Linked DNA regions of Mus musculus: region 1 is linked to region 2. A link is a contact called in public Hi-C data. All regions are on one chromosome and are shown on one strand. Each heading gives the region's core, a stretch centred on a gene start, on an enhancer-like site or on the middle of the called end of the contact. The rest is flanking DNA. Distances are from core to core; before and after follow the strand shown. Region 1 overlaps Diras2 (DIRAS family, GTP-binding RAS-like 2). Region 2 has its middle 110 kb from the start of Diras2.

Evidence for each region. A called contact is a pair of places that touch in the nucleus more often than the background predicts.
Region 1: a Hi-C map of the N1E-115 cell line shows a contact between it and region 2, with 2.1 times the contacts expected there. The contact joins two enhancer-like sites. A contact is called at or near these places in 2 of 39 promoter capture datasets (embryonic stem cells and hippocampal neurons), 2 of 484 Hi-C or Micro-C datasets (the N1E-115 cell line and embryonic fibroblasts) and 1 of 9 other capture datasets (embryonic stem cells).

The regions. Positions count from the first base shown.
Region 1 is chr13:52,513,086-52,519,610 of GRCm38.p6, reverse strand. All of the region lies in intron 1 of Diras2 (DIRAS family, GTP-binding RAS-like 2), which reads left to right. Among named protein-coding and RNA genes, the nearest start is that of Diras2, 14 kb to the left of the region's middle. Within about 2 kb of position 3,115, at least 6 of the 459 cell types and tissues checked have an H3K27ac peak or open chromatin away from gene starts, as enhancers often do. A contact at or near this core is called in the N1E-115 cell line, where this site is marked.
Region 2 is chr13:52,415,223-52,421,435 of GRCm38.p6, reverse strand. No RefSeq gene overlaps it. Among named protein-coding and RNA genes, the nearest start is that of Diras2, 110 kb to the left of the region's middle. Within about 2 kb of position 4,840, at least 3 of the 459 cell types and tissues checked have an H3K27ac peak or open chromatin away from gene starts, as enhancers often do. A contact at or near this core is called in the N1E-115 cell line, where this site is marked.

The DNA of each region.
Region 1 (6,525 bases), core at 1,866-4,365, 100 kb before region 2:
GTTGCTAATGGGGTAGATGGGAGGCTTGTGGGCATCTGGGTATAAGGAAGACTCCAGGTTGCTCGTAGCAGGGAACTGGGAGGATCCTGTTGAAAGGAGCTGAGTGGTAGAGGATGCTGCAGGGGAGTCGGGAGTGGCTGTGTGGGAAGCTCGGCTTTGCTCGGGGAGGAGTCAAGGAAGCCATCCACGCCTCTGCCGCCTAGGGGAAAGGTCCTGGACACAGGTCGTGAGGTCTGTGGCTGTTGGTATAGGGGTGACATTAAAGTCAAGGGAACCTATGTGTTGGTGGAGTAGCTGTGAGCAACCAGGGCAGACACACAGCTCTGGACAAGCACACAGAGCTCTTCTCTTTCCTTCCCCAACCTGGCAGAGCTGTTCTAAGAATGGATTGGGATTGCTGGCATCTTATGGCGGGTGGGGGGTGGGGGGTGGAGATGGGGGTGCGGGTCTGGCTCCAGGCTTGCCCTGCACCTGCAGGGTCTTCAAGCTGGTTGTTTCAGTTTAAGTGGACCACTATGGCTTCCCTGTGTTAACCTGGTGGTTTCCCATTCTGTTCACGTTAAGACCTGATGGCTGGCCCACTCCCCCAAGTTTCCATAAGACCTGTCTGTTCCTGTTTGTGACTTTGCTGTCTGTCTTAGTTAGGGTTTTATCACTGTGAAGAGACGCCGAGGTCACAGAGACTCCTATAAAGGAAAACATTTCACTGGGGCTGGCTTATGACAGTTCAGAGGTTTAGTCCATTGTCATCACAGGGCAGGAGGTGTGTGTGTGGGGGGACGACGACATGGTGCTGGAGAGGAGCTGAGAATTCTACCTCTGGATCCCGCAAGAAGCAGGAAGAGGTTGCCATACTAGGCGTGGCTTGAGCATCTAAGACTCAAAGCCCGCCTCCAGTGACCACTTCCTCCAACAAGGCCACACCCACTCCAACAAGGTCATACCCCCCTAATTCTGCTGCTCCCAATGGGCCTATGGGGGAGGGGGGCATTTTCATTCAAGCCACACACTGACCTTGTGTGCTATAACCATGGGAGGGCTCCTCCTTGTATCCAGAGCCTGTAGTGCCAATGTCTGTGTCTGCTGCCCTGTGCTGGACAGCTCCCATCCCCCCCATAGGATGAGTGTTCTCTCTTGGAACATTGCTCAAACATCTCACTTACCCAGTCATACTGCAAGTTCTTCAAATGGAACGGGACACATTGCCTTGACATATCTTAACCGTGTGGCCCCACACTGATGGAAACCTTCCATTTGGAAGTGTTTTCTAACAATTGGATTTTCAAGTTTGTAATTGTGCCAATAGAGTTAAATCTGTCATTGTGGTTATCAGTTTATTTATTGTAAACCGTCTACTTATTTATTGTGTTTGCACTCTTGTGCATGCACAAGTCAAAGCACTATTTTTGGGGTGTTGGCTCTCCCCTACCATGTAGGGTTAAGGAATGAAACTCGGCTCTTAGTACTTGACAGTGGTAATGTTTATCTGCTGAGCAATCTCATTGAACCAGAAGGGAGATGTTTGTTCATTATATCCCCCATCTCTCTTTCTCTTTCCTTCCTCCCTTCTTTTCCTCCTTTTCTTCCTTTTTCTTTCCTCCTGCAAGCTCCAAGGACCTTCTCTGCCAGTGTTCTTACACAAGGCGGAATGGTGTCCTAACAAGAAACTGGGGAGGAGGATTCTCAACTGCACAGTCTCCCTTACCCATGCTTACAAACTTGAGAATCCATGGGGGCATTTTGCTCTTCAAGTTGCTTGAGAGAACAATGGGGATCTATAGATGCCTTGTGCCAGCCCTGCAGAGGATTTATACATGTATTTTTTGTCTATTTCATTTTCTTGAGACAGATAGTACAACACAGATTGGCTTTGAACTCCTGAATGTCCTACCTTTACCCACTTAGTACCAGAATCACAGATGTAAGCTACCACATTCTTTCTGTAACCACATTTAAACGATTTAAAAGACAGGAGTAAGCAAGATGGCTCAGAGATTAAAGATACTTCCTGCCAAACCCGATGACCTAAGTCCCATCCCAAGGGCCCAGAGAGTGAAGGAGAGAACTGACTCCCAAAAGTTGTCTTCCAATCCCCACATGAGCACCACAGCTCTCTCCCTCAGCATGCACAATAAATAAATAAATATTTAAAAACACAGAGGTGATATTGGTTTAAATAATATAGGTATAAAAATAAGGATGGAGGGTTATCATTTTAACATGTGATCAAGGTCAGAATCATGTGTGAGCTGTCCAAATCAAAAGCCTTCAAATCCAGTACTGCCTGGTTTGACAAAGCCCAGATGTGCTAGCTCCTAGTAGCTGGTGGCTACAATGCTTAAAAGCGTGAGCTGGCTTGGCTCGAAGTGCTGGGCCCAACAGTCCCCACTCCTCACCGTCATTAACCCAAAATAAAATTAGAGCTGCAAGAGAGGTGTGCATTTTCATTGGTCTTCTGGAGAAATTAGATTGGGGAAGCGGCTGTCAGACCAGATTAGATCTTCGCTGTTTATACCATGTAGTACAGACAACAGAGGAAGAGTGTCTGCTTGGCTAATATCAACACTTAACTGACATTTCTTGCTAAAGGATTAGAAAAAAAACCTTTTTGTATATGGTCTTCTATATTCTTACTGTGGGAGAATCTTCACAACATAAAATCTGCCACATTAACCATTTCCAAGTGCAGAGTCTGATTACATCAGTACAGCCATGTTGCCAACACACAGATCCCATACAAACCCCCATTCCACCCTGCAGGTCCTAAATTCCACCCATTCAACAGCTCCCATTAACCCCACAGCCCAGTTCAGTGTTCTGCCTCTGTGATTTTGAACATGGCTTACATCCTCACAGATGAGCCCCTAGGCTCCGTGTTTATGTTTTTCATGTTGGCGTGTGTGCATGTACGTACTGAAGACACCATATACCTCACGTTTTGACACTTGGTCTCCTAGTCTGGAACTCTTCAATTAGGCCAGGCTGGCTGGTTAGCAAACCCCATGTCTCTTCTATTTCCATTTCCTCAGTGCTGGGGGTCAGCTATCACATCTGGATTTTTTTTTTCTAAGTGTGTGTTGGGAATGCTCCAGTGGGCCATCCCCTCAGCTTCAGCATCTTTTGGCAACTAGCTTAGCTCATCTTACTCACACTGTCTTCTAGGTTGGTGTGTGATGTTGGAATTTTTTCCCCCAACCCCGACCCAGGCTGAAAGATGCACCTTCTCCTGCATATATTCCATCTTGTTTATCCCTTCATTTGCCTGTGGGATTTGAAGGGCTCCCAGCTCTTGTGAATAATGGTGGCTGTGAGTTCTTGAGGGCCAGCAATCTGCTGGTGGCCCATGTTCTGGGAAGCAGAGTTGCTGAATCATCTAGTAATTCTATATTTAGCTCTCTCCAAAGAGGCGGCGCCATAGTTTACCTCTGCCATCATAGGAAAGCATTCCTGCTTTTCTACATCATTTGTTACTATCCTGTTTTAAAATGATCTCTCTCTCTCTCTCTCTCTCTCTCTCTCTCTCTCTCTCTCTCTCTTCTGTATGTGAGTGTTTGAGTATATGTGTGTGTGTGTGTGTGTGTGTGTGAGTGTGTGTGCCCATGGGAGTTGGGGGGGATGTTAAGGCTACTTTGAGCTATCTAACTCAGACACAAGGAACTGAATTTATGTTCTTTGGAAGAGCAGCAAACACTCTTAAGTGCTGAGCCATCTCTTCGGCCCTCATCTATGATCTTATTTTGTTTTGAACAGTTATCTTGAGTGAGTATAAAGCAATCCTTCACTGGGCTTTGGGTTTCCGTGTCTAATGGCTGGCGTCAGACCCTTTAAAGCGGGTGCACTTTAGAGAAATGTCTGTGGAGATTCCTTGTTGGTGCTCTGTCTGCTCATCTTTTGCCTTCTCAGTTGTAGATGTTCTTTCTATATTGAGGGTCCAAATCCTTCTGAGACTGTACATTGGCCCCTCTTCTCTGGACCCCCCTCACTTTCTCAGTGAAAATCCTTTGCTGGGCAAAAGGGTTGAATGAAACCTAACTTATCTACTTATGTGGGATGGTGAGGGGTCTTAAGTGCTTCAAAACAACCTCAAAAACAGAGAATAAACTTGGAGGTCTCATACTACCATTCACAAAGTTACCCCAGAGTTACAAAATTCAAAGCAGTGTGGCACTAGCATATGTCTATCTAACTATCATCTATCTATCTATCTATCTATCTATCTATCTATCTATGAAAGTATAATGTGGGGTCGGGTGGGTGTGGTGTACCACTTTTCTGGGACTAGCTCCAAAAATCCCAGCATTTGGAAGGCTGAGTTTGAGGCCAGCCTGGGCTGCACAAGATCCTCTGTCCATATTCTAATATAACAAAGAATGGCTTACTTGGAAAATTCATAGATGTGTTTTTAAATTTCCTGTGAAACCACCCCTTTTCCATGTTGTAATATCAATCATAGCCACTGTTCACTTACCTTTCATGAATAGTTCAGTTGGGCTCTGAAGGGTCAATATTTTGGAAACATTTAAAGGAAACAACAAACTCAGTGTAGGATGCCTTTAGTTCTGGTACTCAGGAGGCAGAGGAAAGCAGATCTCTGTGCATTTGAAGCCAGCCTGGTTTGCATAGTGTTTCTCAGGCCAGCTACATTTCTAGACAAGGGTCTGGAAAGGCTACATAGTGAGACCCTGCCTTGAATGAGATAACTAGAAAGGGAATACTGTTACAATATAAAGTGTTATACTGAGGGCAAGTGCCATGGAAGAGCAAGGTGAACACTTCTCAAGGGTGGCATCTGCACCCTGCAGGAGACATGAGAACCTCTGAGCTCAGGCTGGGGATGTTGTCTGCAGGAAAGGAATCCAAGATATTGCACGTTTTCAAATGCTGAATTCCTCAGGATTTTTCATTTCAACTCCCCATCCTTGATATCCTTGCGTCCCAGAAAACACCTCTCCCCAGAATACAAGTATCCTAGGGTACTCAGGTCCCTCATCTAAAATGTAGAGTGTTTGCTTAGGACAGCCACATACCTTTCTATAGACTTTCAACTGTACGCTCAATATAATGTCAATCATGTTACACTGTGTTGCTCAGAGAAGAAAAACAAATGAATGAATATGTATACTATGTATATTAAATATATACAATCTTTTTCTTGACATCTTTGATCTGAGGTTGGTTAAATCTGAGGATGTAGACACCAAGAGGGCCTGCTGTGTAGTCTTTGTAGACAGGAGTCAGTCCTCAGGAGATGGGCATTCAATCAGGTGAGAGGACTTGAGAATAACCATTGAAATACCACCCATATTAACCAAAATTATGTTACAATAATGAAGTCCCTAAGGCAGGCTACTTTCTTTAGCCCATGGGTCTTGAGGTGCATGGTGGAGAGGCACATCTGGCAATAGCTTTCTTGATGGTGGCATCCAGAGGTGGTGCGGGGCATAGCATATATGCACATGTGACATGGTTTCTGTCCTTCTTATAACACCACCAGGTTCAGTTGTAGGGAGCTACCTTGTTTTCACATTTTCCCAAATTTCCATCTGTAAACACTAATACTAGAATGAGTCTTACCCCCTCGACTCTTCCCCTCTGGGATTAAAACTTGAGGGATGCTAAAATCACACAATGGAGCCACAGCTTCATTGAAAATAATTTACCAGTCACGTCTATACCCCAAACATGCAGTGTGTTCAAGGCAGCAGACAAATTGAATGAAAAGAAATTGGGAACTGAGAACAATTTAGGGGGAAAAAAATTCCGAATAATTCCAAATGTTGCAAACAACCAATTAATCCCCAGTCAGCAAAGTGTGATGGGAACAGGTGTCCTTTCCTGCACAGATGGTCTGTCTTGTTGTCTACTCCTGTTTGAAATCCTGTCCGTGGTGTCCATAGACAGGGGCTGGAAGAAACCCAAAGACAAAGAATGGAATGCTAACTTCAAGGTTTAGAACAAATGGCAAATAGCTTTAGAGGATTTAAATACTGGGATCTATCTAATTCTACTTATCATCTATCTTCTATCTGTCTATCATCTATCTATCTATCTATCTATCTATCTATCTATCTATTTTTCATCAATTTTCTATCTGTCTGTCTATCTGTCTACCCATCTATCATCCCTCCCTGCCTCTGGTGCTTTCTCTGAATAAAGACAACCCTGCCACATGCACTGGACTCTGGGGCTTCCTGGACCCTTCCAGATGGTTTATCCAACACTGAATGTACACAGTATTTCCCACTCCTCTAAGCCCTGTATGACTCTGTCCTCTCCTATCTTGTCCCTTAGTTGCTACATTTCTTTAACGAGAGCTCTACGTTCCTCGTCTGGTCTAGAGCTGTCTCATACTCACTACTCTGGTGCTTCCTGCCATGACGTCCGTCCTCATTCCCCAACTCCCCCTGCTACTTCCACCAGCGCATCTCTTGAGTGAGACTCACTATGTCTCCACTGAACTCCCAGTTTTCCAAAGACCTTTGCTCTATGTGTTTCATAGCACAGCCAGCCTTCAACCTGAGAGTC
Region 2 (6,213 bases), core at 3,591-6,090:
TTGGACTGACACTTCATCACACTGGGTTCTGCCTGTTGAAGCTCCCCACATTGTGTTCTGCCTGTATTTTTATAGAGCAGAAATGTCACCCGTGTCTTATCACTCTTCCCACACAGATGTTCCAGAAAGCATCCTAGAAGTGTTACAGACTTGTCCCTGCATCGCCATCTTAGGATGATTTGAGAAGTGACTCTTGTGCTTCATATTCTTTCCCTAAGAAGGCTTTTTCTTTGAGCTATTCCTATAGGGTACCAATTCTTAGCTCCCACATCAACATTGGATGACCCATGTCCACATCACAAGGTCAGAATGGGCTAGATTTTGATCCTCTGGCTCAGAAAAAAAAAAAAAAGGACAAATAACAACCATACCCATAATACTCATTGAGAGACAAACACACACAAAGTCACCAGTGGTCTGGCATATGTGACAATGGAAGTCTGACTATGGTGACAGCCTGTCCACCATCCCATGCTACAGACCTGTTGCAGGTGGCTCAAACAGGAGGGGCATTCAGTGTCAGTGTCTCCTAGCCCTGAACTATCCCAGACACCGTATGTCAATGTGATCAAATGTCGTGGCCCAGTGCAGGATACCATGGTGTTTAAAAATTATGTTTCTCTTGATTTGAATACTTTATAAGTAATATTTCAAACTTAAAATATGAAACTAGCTCATTTATTTGTATGCTTGTTTATTTATTTATTTACACTTAGCTAGGTCTCTATTGCTGTGATGAAACACCATGACCAAAAAGGAAGTTGAGGAGGAAAGGGTTTATTCAGTGTACACTTCCATAGCACTGTCCATTTTTGAAGGAAGTCAGGACAGGAACTCAAGTAGGGCAGAAACCTGGAGGCAGGAACTGACGTAGAGGCCATGGAGGGATGCTGCGTACTGGCTTGCTTCCGTGGCTTGCTTTCTTGTAGAACCCAGGACTACTACCCCAGGAATGGCTTAGCCCCACAATGAGCTGGGTCCTCCACATCAATCACTAATTATGAGAATGCCTTAATATGCCAGCCTACAGCTCAGTCTTATAGAGGCATTTTCTCAGTTGAGGTTCCCTCCTCTCAGATAGCTTTAGTTAGCCAACACATTCTTGGTTCACGCATCAGGATCATCACACATATCTTGAAATACTGCAATGAATAATACATCTTAGTGCATATCCCATTTGTTCATGCACCTGATATGTCTCTGACCTTCGAGGTCATTGAACTGTTGAGTAACTTTCTAAATTACAGAATGCTAAAGAAAATTCAGGTGATGATCAGTTCATGGAAATGACTGGTGACTGTCACACACTGATGCCCTCTGTTTGCATAAATAAGTGTGTGTGTGTGTTAGAGAGAAGAGAGAGGAGAGATTACACTTGTATGTGTGTGTGTGTGTTAGAGAGAAGAGAGAGGAGAGATTACACTTGTATATATGTATGTGTGTAAGTATGTGAGTGAGGGCACATGTATGTTTGCATGTATGTATGAGTAGGGCTCATACATACCAACCTGTACACTCCCATCACTATCGGAGGGTCGGTCATGTGATGAGCCCCCCTTATCTCCATTTTTTTCCTAAGAAAATGTTTTCTCTTTCCGGTGAGATGGCTCAGTGGTTATGGTCACTCACTACTCTTGCGTAAGACTTGGGTTTGTGACCCAGAATGTAAACTCTGACGCATAATCAGTTCCAGGTCACCCAATGCCCTCTTTTGGTCTCCATGGATTCCTGTGTGCATTTGGTGCCTGTGAATACATACCCTTGAGCACCCACACATACACATAAAATTACAAGTATTAACAACTTTTTAAAGACTACACTTGGTGGCATGGATCTGGTACATTAGTGAGGTGGGCAGTGGAGATTACTGTGCAGGCACGGTGTCATGCTCACACACAGCCTGCCACACAATCTTCCGGCGCACAAGTACTAGTCTCTTCCATGTTGATCTTTTGTGTTGGTTTTTAGTTAATAAGGTTTCTTTCATGCTGTGTGCAGAGGCTCCCTCTGTGTCCATGAAATTCTATCTCACTCTCCTGGAGTTGGGTTTGCTTTGCTGTGGAGATTTTGAGTTATGATGATATTAATTATCCCAGCGTTAGACTACCTGTCTCTTCTCCACTATGGTTAGCCTCTCCTTTTCTGTTTCAATTAAATTAGTTTTTCCCTCAGTATCATTTTGGAATTTCATTCCTAGCTGTCCTCTTTTCTCTGCTGTCTCTTATTTTCTCTCATCAAGAGAACACTCATTTCATTGGTCATTTTCTAATCTCCACTACATTTCCAGCTCCCATCCCACCCTACCATCAAGCACATTCATAAAGCAAGCTCCTTATTCACATAGTTTCAGCAGGGAGTAAATTATCATTTTTCCATATCCTTGCTCAAAACTTCTTTAAATTTTGAAATGTTAACAATGAAAGAACCCCACAACCTACGCTGGGAACATAAACCTCCCCTCTTCCTGTGCGTGAGATTGTAGGTGGAAATGCACATGACTGGGGCATCCATGACACTCATGAGATTGTAGGTGGAAATGCACATGACTGGGGCATCCATGACACTCATGAGATTGTAGGTGGAAATGCACATGACTGGGGCATCCATGACACTCATGAGATTGTAGGTGGAAATGCACATGGCTGGGGCATCCATGACACTCATGAGATTGTAGGTGGAAATGCACATGACTGGGGCATCCATGACACTCATGAGATTGTAGGTGGAAATGCACATGGCTGGGGCATCCATGACACTCATGAGATTGTAGGTGGAAATGCACATGGCTGGGGCATCCATGACACTCATGAGATTGTAGGTGGAAATGCCTGTGCCTGAGGTACCCATGCTGCCTTTGCTGGGTGAGCTTCCTTTTGCCCAGTCGACTTTCATATCCACCCTTCCTCTCCTTGCAGGTATTCCAGGCACCCCACACAACCCTGTTTATTTTAAAGTAAAACACTAGATTATGTCTTAGTATTCCTGGATGCTTCAGAATGGCATACCTAATGTGGTCCCCTCCATCAGACTCCCTACCAGCACACCCCTTGAGGTAGTTCTCTCTTGCAAAGCAGATTCCTGTTTGCTTCCTGGCAGCCATCAGGTCTGTGTACACGGCCTGTGGTGCAGACTCGGGAAGAATGGTTCAGATCAGAACCCGAACTCTGGACAGGCAGTCCCAATTCCACCCTCTCTTCCTGGGTTACTTTATGTTGACTGAGTACCTCCTACTCACAGACATCTTGGTATGTAGCCATTACAGTTCCCATTGTCCTAGCTTGATTCCTGTCACACTGGTCCAGCCATTACGACCCAAAAGAAAAAGGGTTTTTAGGTTTGGAACAAATCACAGGAGATATGAGGCATAAAGAGCTCTGAATGTAAGTGAACAGGCAAAAATAAGCAACATATGAAATTATAGATTTGTAATTCTATATTCTATTGTAAAGTGCCGAGAACAACACTTACTATTCTTTCAGGGATCCAGACTCCTTCTCAGAACACACAAAACCACCTGTAACTCCAGTAGCAGGCGATGCAATGCTGACTTCTGATCTCCATGGGCACCAGCATGCATGTGTTCAGATGCACACACACACACACACACACACACACACACGCAACTTACAATTACTCAAGAACACCAAACCAGATTATTTCCCATCTATGTAGAAACTGACTAGTCTCTGAGGGGAGTCCCTCTGGTTGACACTCCTGAAGTCCATGGTGACATCACAAGGTTATTAATAAGGGCAGAGCCTCCAATGGCCAGAGCATTTTCAGAGAGCAGGAGTGGGGAGGGATGCTACCAGGTAATGGGTCCAAATCTCAGAGAGATCTAAAAGGTCGCTATCTCAGCTTCCATCGCTACTATGGGAGGGAGCACTCCCTGATATGGTTGTCCATGTCTTGCCAGCTATCAAGATGTCCATAGCCACAAACTGGCTCAGCTAGTGTGTGCTACAAAGAGTACAAGCTGAATGAGTACCGTTGGTGCATAGGAACAGCCAGTCCAAGAGGCCAGTTTCCTTTGACACATGCACATCTAGGTATGGCACACAATGCACATCTATCAATGACATGCAACACACATCCCAGCATAATAGACCTCAGAGCTGGGCACCACTTTCTCGTTTGTGGTCAGTCAAAGGTCTCTACATGGCCCACAAGAGCTTCCGTGCTTTCTGCGACTGCCAGGATACTCATTGCTGCCCTAGTGGGAGGGCAAATATGCCCTGTTTAAAGGACACTGGCTGTTTAACAGACATTGGCAAACCACAGAAAGCACGAGATCCCTGCCATGGAAGACGGAGGGAACTGATCCTTATCTCGGTAAACTAGTTTAACATTTAGAATGGTAACTTTAACCTAATTTCAGACAATAAAGGTCTGATGATAACTATTGGTATAATAGCAAGAACAGCACAGGCTATTCTCTTAAACACAGAAAAGGGTTGATGCTCAAACACCTTAGTCGTTAGCCTCACGTAGGAATGAGTAGGGGTCACATGCAGACATCAGGCACAGGGGACATCTTAGCCAGCATTTGGATCACAGGGGAATCATTTCAATGCATGTGACTTCTCCCCCTGGGCTCACAGCTAAGGCTCCAGAGCTACCTCTGTGATTTCCACCCAGAATATCCTTGTGGAACCTGTTTTTATGAGAAAGATCAACTGTCTAAAAATAAAGTTTGAAATAAAGAGTAGCTCAAAGCGATCATCTTCCAAGGTATTTATTTCCTGGGGAATAAATCCATGGCAATCTAAGCTCTGAACCATCTGGCCCTGCAGCTACGTTTCCAGGACATCAGATAACCAAGGGCTTAAGACTGCTGCCCAATCCAGTGAATTGCAAAGGACATTTTAATTGGAAATGGGCTTCCAAGCAGCTGTCATATATTAAGACAATGTGATTAGAAGCTTGGCTTGTAAGAGAAATGTCAGAGAAATTCACAGGAAGCCAGCCTCAAGCATCACTGCTTGCAGGAGGGGGCAGGGGGATGGGGTTGCTACATCATGTGACATCCTGACCAGCAGCACAGCTGCTTGTACTATGGATGCTACATGCCACATCCTCACTGGTGACACAAGGGTTCTGACTTATTCCTATGTTCATCTGGTGGCTAGATTCTGATTAACATTTCTGGAGGCTAAATTCTGATTAGCATTTCTAAGAAAAAGTCAGGAGGCCTCTGGGCTGGAACTGAAATGTAGCTGCAAGGGAACCGGAAACAGTTGTGGAGATAGAAGCCTGGGGCCAGAGCTTAGGAGTAGATAATAACTTGTGGTTCAGACCAATGCAAAGCCCTTTCCCCAATGCTTTCTTCTAGTTCTATAGTCTTAAGTTTTATGTGTATTATCCTTCATTTAGCTGAAGTTGATATTTGCTCTTGGTAGGGAGTGAGGGTCCAACTTCATTCTTTAGCCATGTAAGCCCAAGATTCCTCCTACACCATGTAATGAAATGGCTGGTGAGATGGATCAGTAGGTAGAGGGGTGTGCGGCTAAGCCTGGAAAGTTGAGTTTGATTTCTGGAGCACAGATGGTAAAAGGAGAGAACCAACTCCTGCAAGTTGTTCCCATGCACATGCCATGACATGCGTGCCCATGTGTGCCTAGTCAGATGCACATACAGATAAATAAAAATGCACTAAAAAATTAAAAATAAGTAAAGGACTCTACCCTTCCCAAACATGTGTTCTTAAAACCCTCATTGAAGATCAGCTGACATACACATTGATGTCTGGACTTCTTAACATGTAACACTGGCCTGCAGGTCTGCATTCGTACCATGCAGTTTTAATTTCTATAGCTTTATTACATAGTTCGACATTAGAAAACGAGAGGCCTTGATCCTTGTTTTTTCTCAAGATTGACCCTGGATCTTTTGCAGGTCAGCAGGAGTTAGAGGAATGATAGAAAGCCAATTGAGAATTATTACAGAAAGTCATTCGTCAATCAGATAGCCTTACAAATTCTAACTGCCTCCTAGGGCACAGAATGCAGAGGGGCAAATTTGGCAGCAAGGAGATGGCTTGGAATCCATGGATGGTTCGGTGTTTAAAGCACCCACTTTGTAAACACAAAGAGCTGAGCTTGATTGCCAGAATCCACAGACAAAAAACAGGCATTGTGGCACATGCCTGCCATCTCTATGCTGAGGGAAAGGAGGCAGATCCCAGGAGCTCATTGACTTGCAATCCTAGCCAAA